Regions from separate parts of the Mus musculus genome. Here region 2 is linked to region 1. A link is a contact called in public Hi-C data. All regions are on one chromosome and are shown on one strand. The core of a region is the stretch at or near the end of the contact, and the rest is flanking DNA. Distances in the headings are between cores, read along the strand shown.

The links. Hi-C and Micro-C count contacts between places; a contact is called where the count stands out from the background.
Region 2: a contact with region 1 is called in a Hi-C map of bone marrow-derived macrophages, with 24 read pairs. The contact joins two enhancer-like sites. A contact is called at or near these places in 1 of 484 Hi-C or Micro-C datasets (bone marrow-derived macrophages) and 2 of 115 datasets of contacts at active chromatin or transcription factors (cardiomyocytes and pancreatic cancer cells).

What each region holds. Positions count from the first base shown.
Region 1 is chr12:117,443,207-117,447,456 of GRCm38.p6, reverse strand. No RefSeq gene overlaps it. Among named protein-coding and RNA genes, the nearest start is that of Gm31482, 21 kb to the left of the region's middle. Within about 2 kb of position 2,671, at least 19 of the 459 cell types and tissues checked have an H3K27ac peak or open chromatin away from gene starts, as enhancers often do. A contact at or near this core is called in bone marrow-derived macrophages, where this site is marked.
Region 2 is chr12:117,638,081-117,641,838 of GRCm38.p6, reverse strand. The region is part of intron 7 of Rapgef5 (Rap guanine nucleotide exchange factor (GEF) 5); the gene reads right to left. Among named protein-coding and RNA genes, the nearest start is that of Rapgef5, 110 kb to the right of the region's middle. Within about 2 kb of position 1,963, at least 55 of the 459 cell types and tissues checked have an H3K27ac peak or open chromatin away from gene starts, as enhancers often do. A contact at or near this core is called in bone marrow-derived macrophages, where this site is marked.

The DNA.
Region 1 (4,250 bases), core at 1,422-3,921:
TTGTGTGACCTCTCCACCTCTGTGGAAGCTGAAGTGCTCCAGCCTCCCTGCTGCAAGTGCAGGGCACCAGTTTCAGCCTGTAGCTCCCCCCCCCCCCCCAACTCCCGATTCCTAGGGCCAAGGAACCAAAGCAGCAGAGGGTAAAAGAGGGAGGGGTACAGAGGAAGGGGCGTGGCTTTCGGGAAATGGCGTCACTCTCCTGATTTCACTCTGTTGGGGTGGAATGAAACAACCACTCATCATCAGTGAAGCTTCTTTCCCCTTGATGAACTGGAAAAGCTATAACTGGAGGACTTTTCAAAAACCAATCAATGAATAAATAGTTCCATTTCCCCCGCTTGGTTTTTATTTATGAAGTGTGGGCTGAGAGATCCCTTGTGGACATTTTAAACACAGAGGCAGGTCACAACAGCAGCTAATGGTCAGTTGTAAATGGTTCTGCAGTATGGCTGTCACTCAGAATGAGGCATCATTTAAAAAATGAGGCTGTATGTGAGATAAAGAATAATTTAAAGGCCCATTGGATGACAGTATTCACACTTCGTTGAGCAGAACAGCCAGGTAGTTATTTAAAAGACTCTCGCCAGGTTGGGAGTCTTACATCTCTAATCCTAGCACTCTAGAAGCTAAGAAAGGAGGGTCTATGAGAGAGTTCAGGAGCAACCTGGGTTACATAAGTGATTTCTCAGCCAGCCTGAGCTACAGAGTGGGACTGTTAACAAACCAAACTAACACCCCACATAGACCCAGAAGGCTGGTTCCTGGCCCCTGAGATTTGATTCTATTGCTAGAGGCCAGGAACAAAAATTAGCCCTTGAGTCTGTAATTCCAACCTAGATCTAACTGATCCTGACTGTGCTTTGGAAAGAGGCATCAGCGAGGACATAATGTGAGATATTCAGCCAGAAGCAAACGGAGTGGTGGCTCAGCAACTGTTTCCTGCCCCCAGGACAGTAGTTTGGTTCCCAACATAGGCATTGGCTGGCCTCACAACCACAGACAACTGTACTCACAAGCACATACACCCAAACACACACATGCACATTTTTTAAAAAAAGAAATCTATATGTTGAATTTGAGAACGAGAGCTCAACAATCCATTTTCACAATCCCCCAGATGATCAATCATACCTCACACTGAAGGCAGAGAGGCACTTGTCCCAACTCTCTACAGACACTGATGAGCAGACTGCTCTCGATCATTTTGTGGAAAAGCAACCTCGTGTGCAGAATTCTGCTTTTTCTAACAAGCACATCTTGAGACAGAGTTAGAGCTGTTTGGAACATGCAGGCTTTACTTCAGAGAGAGACTAACTCCAGGGTAGTCCTCAAATTCAACCTCCCCAGTTTCTGTGTCTTTGAAACAGGAATGCTGCCCACTCCATTAGGGTGCTCTGAGGAGTGGAAAAGCTGGAAAGCCTTGAGCCAGTGACTGGTGCTCAGCAGAAACTCAATGTATAATTTTCCTTAAACTAATGGGAATCTGGAATGAAAAAAGATTATCTATGTATGTATCTATGTATGTATCTATAAATCTATAATGTATCTATGTATGTATCTATATATCTATGTATATATATATGTATCTATGTATGCATGTATCTATATATCTATGTATCTATGTACATATGTATGCTTGTATCTATCTATATCTGTCTATGTATGTATCTATATATCTATGTATCTATGTATGTATATATGTATGCATGTATCTATCTATCTACCTACCTATGTATGTATATATGTATGTATGTATGTATGTAATGTGTGTATGTATGTATGTATGTATCTATCTATCTATCTATCTATCTATCTATCTATCTATCTATCTATCTATAGACGGGGTCTCACGAAAACATACTGTGTACCCAAACCAAGCCTTGAACTTGCTGGAGATGTTTTTTTTTTTTTTAAGATTTATTTATTATATGTGTATGAGTATGCTGTCACTGTCTTCAGACACACGAGAAGAGAGCATCAGATCTCCTTACAGATGGTTGTGAGCCACCAAGTGGTTTCTGTGAATTGAACACAGGACCTCTGGAAGAGCAGTTGGTGCTCTTATCTGCTGAGCCATCTCTCCAGCCCCACTTGCTGGAGAGTCTTAACCTTGCTAGGATTAAGACTTCCGGCTTCGTTTTCCAGAAAGCACCCAAGACTTATTTTTTACATTCCTTGATTTAAGGCAAATGTGTGAAGAACAATCCTGGATTTAAAGATGGCACAGGAAGAACTTTAACTCATTTAAGCCTGATCCTGGCTACCTCAGGCCTCCACAGTGGCCAAAACTCTACAATGTTCTGAAGCATCTTGAGCAGCATTTCACTTTCCCAGTTGACCTCTGTTGGTTGTCAAGTGTCAGGCCCACTGCCATGATATTTGGCAGGGGGCGGGGGGGGGGGGCAAAGTTCTGTCATCAACTGGTGTAAGAAAATTACTTCTGTCTGCAAATACTATTGAGTGTGGGATTCAATTGTCTAAAAGATGAGTTAGCACCATAACACATTCATGAGAGCAGATTTAGTATGGCAAGATGTGGTCCCTGCACTTTGTATTTTAGATAGTAATACTATCACATTAAAGAAAAGGCCACAGAAAAGCATGTGACAGTGACCACATCCACCCATTCTAAAGAAGAAGTAGAATGAGGTGTGGCTCATCTAAAGAACTTACAAATCACATGATGGGAACTTGGTGTCTTAAGAGTTTATTGCTGTGAAGAGACACCAAGACCACAGGAACTCATACAATGGAAAACACTTAGTTGGGGCTGGCGTATCATTTCAGAAGTTTATTTTATTAGCATCATGGCAAGATGCTTGATGGCACATAGGCAGATATGGTGCTGGAGAAGGACCATAGCTGGAGAAGGAACTGAGGGTTCTATATCTCGATCCACAGGCAGCAGGAAAAGACTGCATAGCTTGAGCTTAGGCGATGTGAAAGCCTGCTTCTATAGTGACACACTTTTTCCACCAAGACCACACCTACTCCATCAAGGCCACGCCTCCTAATAGTGTCACTCCTTATGGGCCAAGCTTTCAAACACATGAGTTTAGGAGGGCCATACTTATTCAAACCACCACATTTGGACATGTTCAAGGACCAAAGGTACTTACTAATTACCTGCATTAAGATGACAGAGTGTTGGTGGTGTGCAGCCACAGAAGTCACTTAGTACAATTAATGGTAAAGTGACTAGTGGCTTAGGGCCCAGAATGATGAATGGTGGTTTGCCGACTAGACCTTCAGCTTCAGACAAACATTTACAGAGAGGCTGCCGGGTGTTAGTTGCTTTGAGATGCATGATTTCATCTAAAGTTCAGAATTACTTTTATCATTATCTGCTTTTAACTGATGAGAATAAGAGGCATGGGGCATGGGGGCACTGGGTCAACATGTAACTGGCTGCAGGCAGATCCAGGACACCACCTTGGTTTTGTGGCTCTGAGTCCAAGGTTGATTTACATCACAGTTGTTCCCTTATGAAAGGCCAGGTGAGTATTTTATCACGGAGTCAGAACTTCCATCATCTATTATTCGGATGACCAAAGGAAGATACACAGGCTTAAGGGATACATTGTTATAAGTTACTCCATCAGCCACGGGCCATAGGATTGGAGGAGACATTTACTTAAGGGATACATTGTTATAGGTTACTCCATCAGCCACTGGCTGTAGGCTTGGAGGAGATACTTAGGTTGATATGGTCCCTGAATGGGGCCTCAGCATCAAGGGGATCTGGTGTCTGTCAAGTTAGGACTCAGGCTGTGCAAACATCCAACATGAGCTCAATCTGGATGATAGGAGGATTTCTGGTCATTAGATAAAAACCAGCATTCCTCAGGAACTTGTGAAACCAGTTCCCATCTGCCAGAAGAAGTCAGTTCCCTGACCTCTGGCCACAGGACACATGGCCCCTGTGTCTGCATGTAGAAGCCTATGTTGGCCTCCAGGCTTCCTCAGCATCACAAGACCGGTCACATATCTCAAAGCCTCCACCCTAACATGCTGGCTTCTTGCCTGGCCAGGCTTCTCTCCTTCCAGATACCTGTTCTCTGTATAAAGACCAGGCTCCCCCACCCCACCCACCCCTGCTCTCCTCACTGGGCTCCCTCTATTCTCTATCTCTGGTTACTCTCCCTTCTCTCACAGATAGCCCTGGGCATGCTGACTAGGCTGGCCGCATTCAGTCTACCTCTTTCTCTTCCTGCTCTCTCTGGACTCTTCCAGATGCCTCTGGCTGTTCT
Region 2 (3,758 bases), core at 714-3,213, 200 kb before region 1:
ATACACATACACACATACATACACATATGCACACATACACATGCACACATACACATGCACACATACATTCATACACATACATACAGATACATACACATGTACACACAGACACAGAGACACACATACAATTTATGAGTCCATTTGTGATGTTTGTATTTATATGTTTATGGCTAACCATCTGGGATTAGATAACCAGTCTGAGGATCATACCTAATGAAAGCCAATTCTCTTTGTCTATCTCACAGATGATATAAACATAGTAGCTGTTGATTGCTTGAAGCTCTTCATCTTGGGTAGGGGCCAGTGACACTTTCCCCATCCACATCCACATGTTAATTGGTGTTAACATTATGTAACGATGTGAGGAAACAGGACTCATCATGCATTGTTGGTTGGATGGCAAACTATAGGAACCACTTGGAGATTAGTGTGGAGAATTTTTAAAAATCCAAAAGCAGGTCTACTATATGCCTCAGCTACACCACTCCTGAGCGTATCCCCAGAGGACCTGATATCCTACTCTACAGCTCCACGCTCAGCCTTGTTCACTACTGCTCTATTCGAAATATCCAGGAAATGGAAACAACCCAGATGTCCCTCAGCTGAGAAATGGATAATGAAGATGTAGTACATAGACACAGTGGAATTCTATTCATCTTTCAGAAAAATGAAGTCATGATCTGTAAGTAAACAGAGAACTGGAAACAGTACATAAGTGACGTGACCCAGACCCAGAAAGACAGTGCTGCATCTCCTCGGGGACAAACTGCTGGCTTGCTCGTGTTCCTTCCTTCTTTCACGTTTGCCTTTTAATGTGTATGAGTGTTTTGTCTACATATATGTGTATGAGCCACATGCATGGCTGATATTCTTGGAGGTCAGAAGAGGGTGTCCTACCCCCTGGAACTGGAGTTATACATACTTGTGAGCCACAGTTGAGTGATGGGATCCAACCAATGCTCTCTATAAGAGCAGCCAGTGCTCTTAAGCACTGATCCATCTCCGCAGCCCCACAGAGCAATGTTTCTCTCCAATAACTTACTATAATAGATGTTAAGGCAAGTCTCCTAGTGACTCCACTAAAACTACTTAAACCCAAAGTTTAAATGATAGCCTCCTGTTTTTAAATTCTTATTTAATTTTTGTTTGAGGCAGGGTTGTGCCACATTCCCTTAGCTGGTCCAGTATTTCCTATGTAGCCCAGGCTGGCCCAGTACTTCCTATATAGCCCAGGCTGGCTCAGCACTTCCTATATAGCCCAGGCTGGCCCAGCACTTCCTATGTAGCCCAGGCTGGCCTCTGAATCAGAGCAGTGCTCCTGCTTCATCTCACTGATGCTGCAATTGCAGTGTCCTTCTCAATAACTTTGTAAAGGTAAAACCTATGCTCACAGGGAGCACCTGCACACAAGGGTAGTGCACCTGCACACAAGGGTAGTGAGCCTGCACACAAGGGTAGTGAGCCTGCACACAAGGGTAGTGAGCCTGCACACAAGGGTAGTGAGCCTGCACACAGGAGTAGTGAGTCTGCACACAGGGGTAGTACACATATAGCTGACATGCTTTTTTTAAAAATAAATTCACCCATGTCTTTTATCAAAGTGCTTACAAGTCAACAAAAACTTCTACAGATAGAAATTTAGGATTTCAAGTCACATGTGAATAGTCAGCAAAGATAATTCAGAAAAATAGAATACTGAGCACTTTGCAAAGATTTCTTATTTGGCATTTCCTTTTAGGAAGAAAACCCTTTTACAAAGAGTCTCACTGGACACTAAGGTTACATAGGAGCTGAGCAAGTGCTCACACCATCTGTATGGATGAGGAAATATCCAGGGAGGCCCCACCCTAGGCTGCAGGTATGACTGCCTTTATCTGTGGCCCAGCTACAAAGGCAGCAGTGCTGGCCAAACTGCTTCCTCATCAGCTGGTCCTTTCTTGGTGTTTTGTTTTCCTGAGACAGTCTGGCTTTAGCTCAGGCTATCCTCCTGCCTCTACTTCCTGGATTTATTAGCCAATGATACCACACATGACTGATGTTAACTCTGAATGGATTCCTTCCAATCTTGCCCTCTTCAGTGAAATAGGACAGAACGAGACAGAAAAACGAAAACTCAGAAAAAAAGGTTAAGATTAAAACACATTAGAACTGGTTATTTTTCACAGATGGGGGCACGATGTGCATGGAATGGAGTCAGGGTCCTTTGTTGTGCTCTGTGGGCTGTGGACATTAAAACGTTATAAAAACAGTGCATAGTTTCCAACCACAGGAGGCAGGACCTAGTTCCTCTTTATGTAAATAATGAGTTGTTGTTTTGTACCATCCTGCAGAGGGCTCATAATATTTTTTTAAGGAGGCCCTCTACAACAACACACCCTGCACATTCAGCAAGGAACTTTCTCTGTGTGAAGTGGCAGGGTGGCCAGCTGCAGCAACACACACATGTGTAGCCAGCGCATTGACACCCGCTTCCAAATGCTCAGATCCTTTCTTATCCAGAAAACAAGAGGAGCAGTCGCAGACCTTTACTGCATCAGTGACAGTGTTTATTCTAGTGTTGAAATTTGAAAATTGGAGGTCAGTATTTGCAGCCTGGTATCTCCACATGTCATAGTATTTCAGTCTGGATTCACCCTCCCCACCACACACTCACACACACACACACACACACACACACACACACACACACCCCTCAATGCTAGCCAGTGATCATCCATCACATGTCTAACTAATAGTTTTCTCTCTGGCCTGATCTGTTCAGCCTGTAACCCCCTTCCTGGGTCCTTTCATCATCCTGCAGGCCTGCCCTGGCCTCTCCTCTCCCTTTGCCTCCTTCTTCAGTGATCATATCTGCTCCTGCGGTTTCAATTTTCACCGCAATGTGGGTTATTCACCAATCTGGGTTTCTATCTGTCTTGCCCTGTGAGGCCCAGGCCCATGTTGCCAATCACACACTGAGTCCCTGCATTTTCACACAGCATGGCATCAGCTATGGACAGGCTCCTGTGGCAAGCCTCTGTTCTCGGGGGTGATCTACTTCATAAGGCATGAGGAGACTGAGATCTGAGTTACATGGACCTGCCTTTGCATTGCCCCCAACCTCTTCTTAGACCTCAGTGTGGCGATCTCGGTGAAGTCTGGGGGAGTGGAACTTTATGAGGTTGGACTGGGTGTGGGTTATTTAGGCTGTTACAGCATGCCTTTGAAGGATATAGCAGGACGTCAGTCTCTCCTTTCTTCTCCCTCCCAGTTCCTGGCCAGAAGTGAGCAATTTTCCTGTTTCATATACTTCCACCACGATGAACTACCGCCCCACAATCAATTGGCAATGGGGCCAATTGATCACGACTGAAACTTCAAAACCTATGGACTAAAATAAGCCCTTCGTCTTTCTAAGTTAATTTCAGTGATGGAAAGCTGACTGGCAAAGGCCAGAGGAACGCAGAGGTCATTTAACAGCATGGGAAGGAATATAAATGAAGTAAAATGCGTCCTTACAATAAACATGCTCCACCAGAGCTTTTGCTGCTTCCGGCACATGATGGCCTCTCAGTGTGGGAGCTTGGGCTAACTCTTCCCACATCCCACTGTAGGTTGCCTAGCCCATGGCGACAGGTTAATAACAATGCCTTTTTGTGGCAGCACCTTAGATATCTACTCAGCATCTATGCAGTAGGCAAGTGGGGAACTGAGTTTCAATTAATAAACAGGTACATATCACTTCTTGGAACTTATCATTTTTCTTGTTTTTTTTTTTA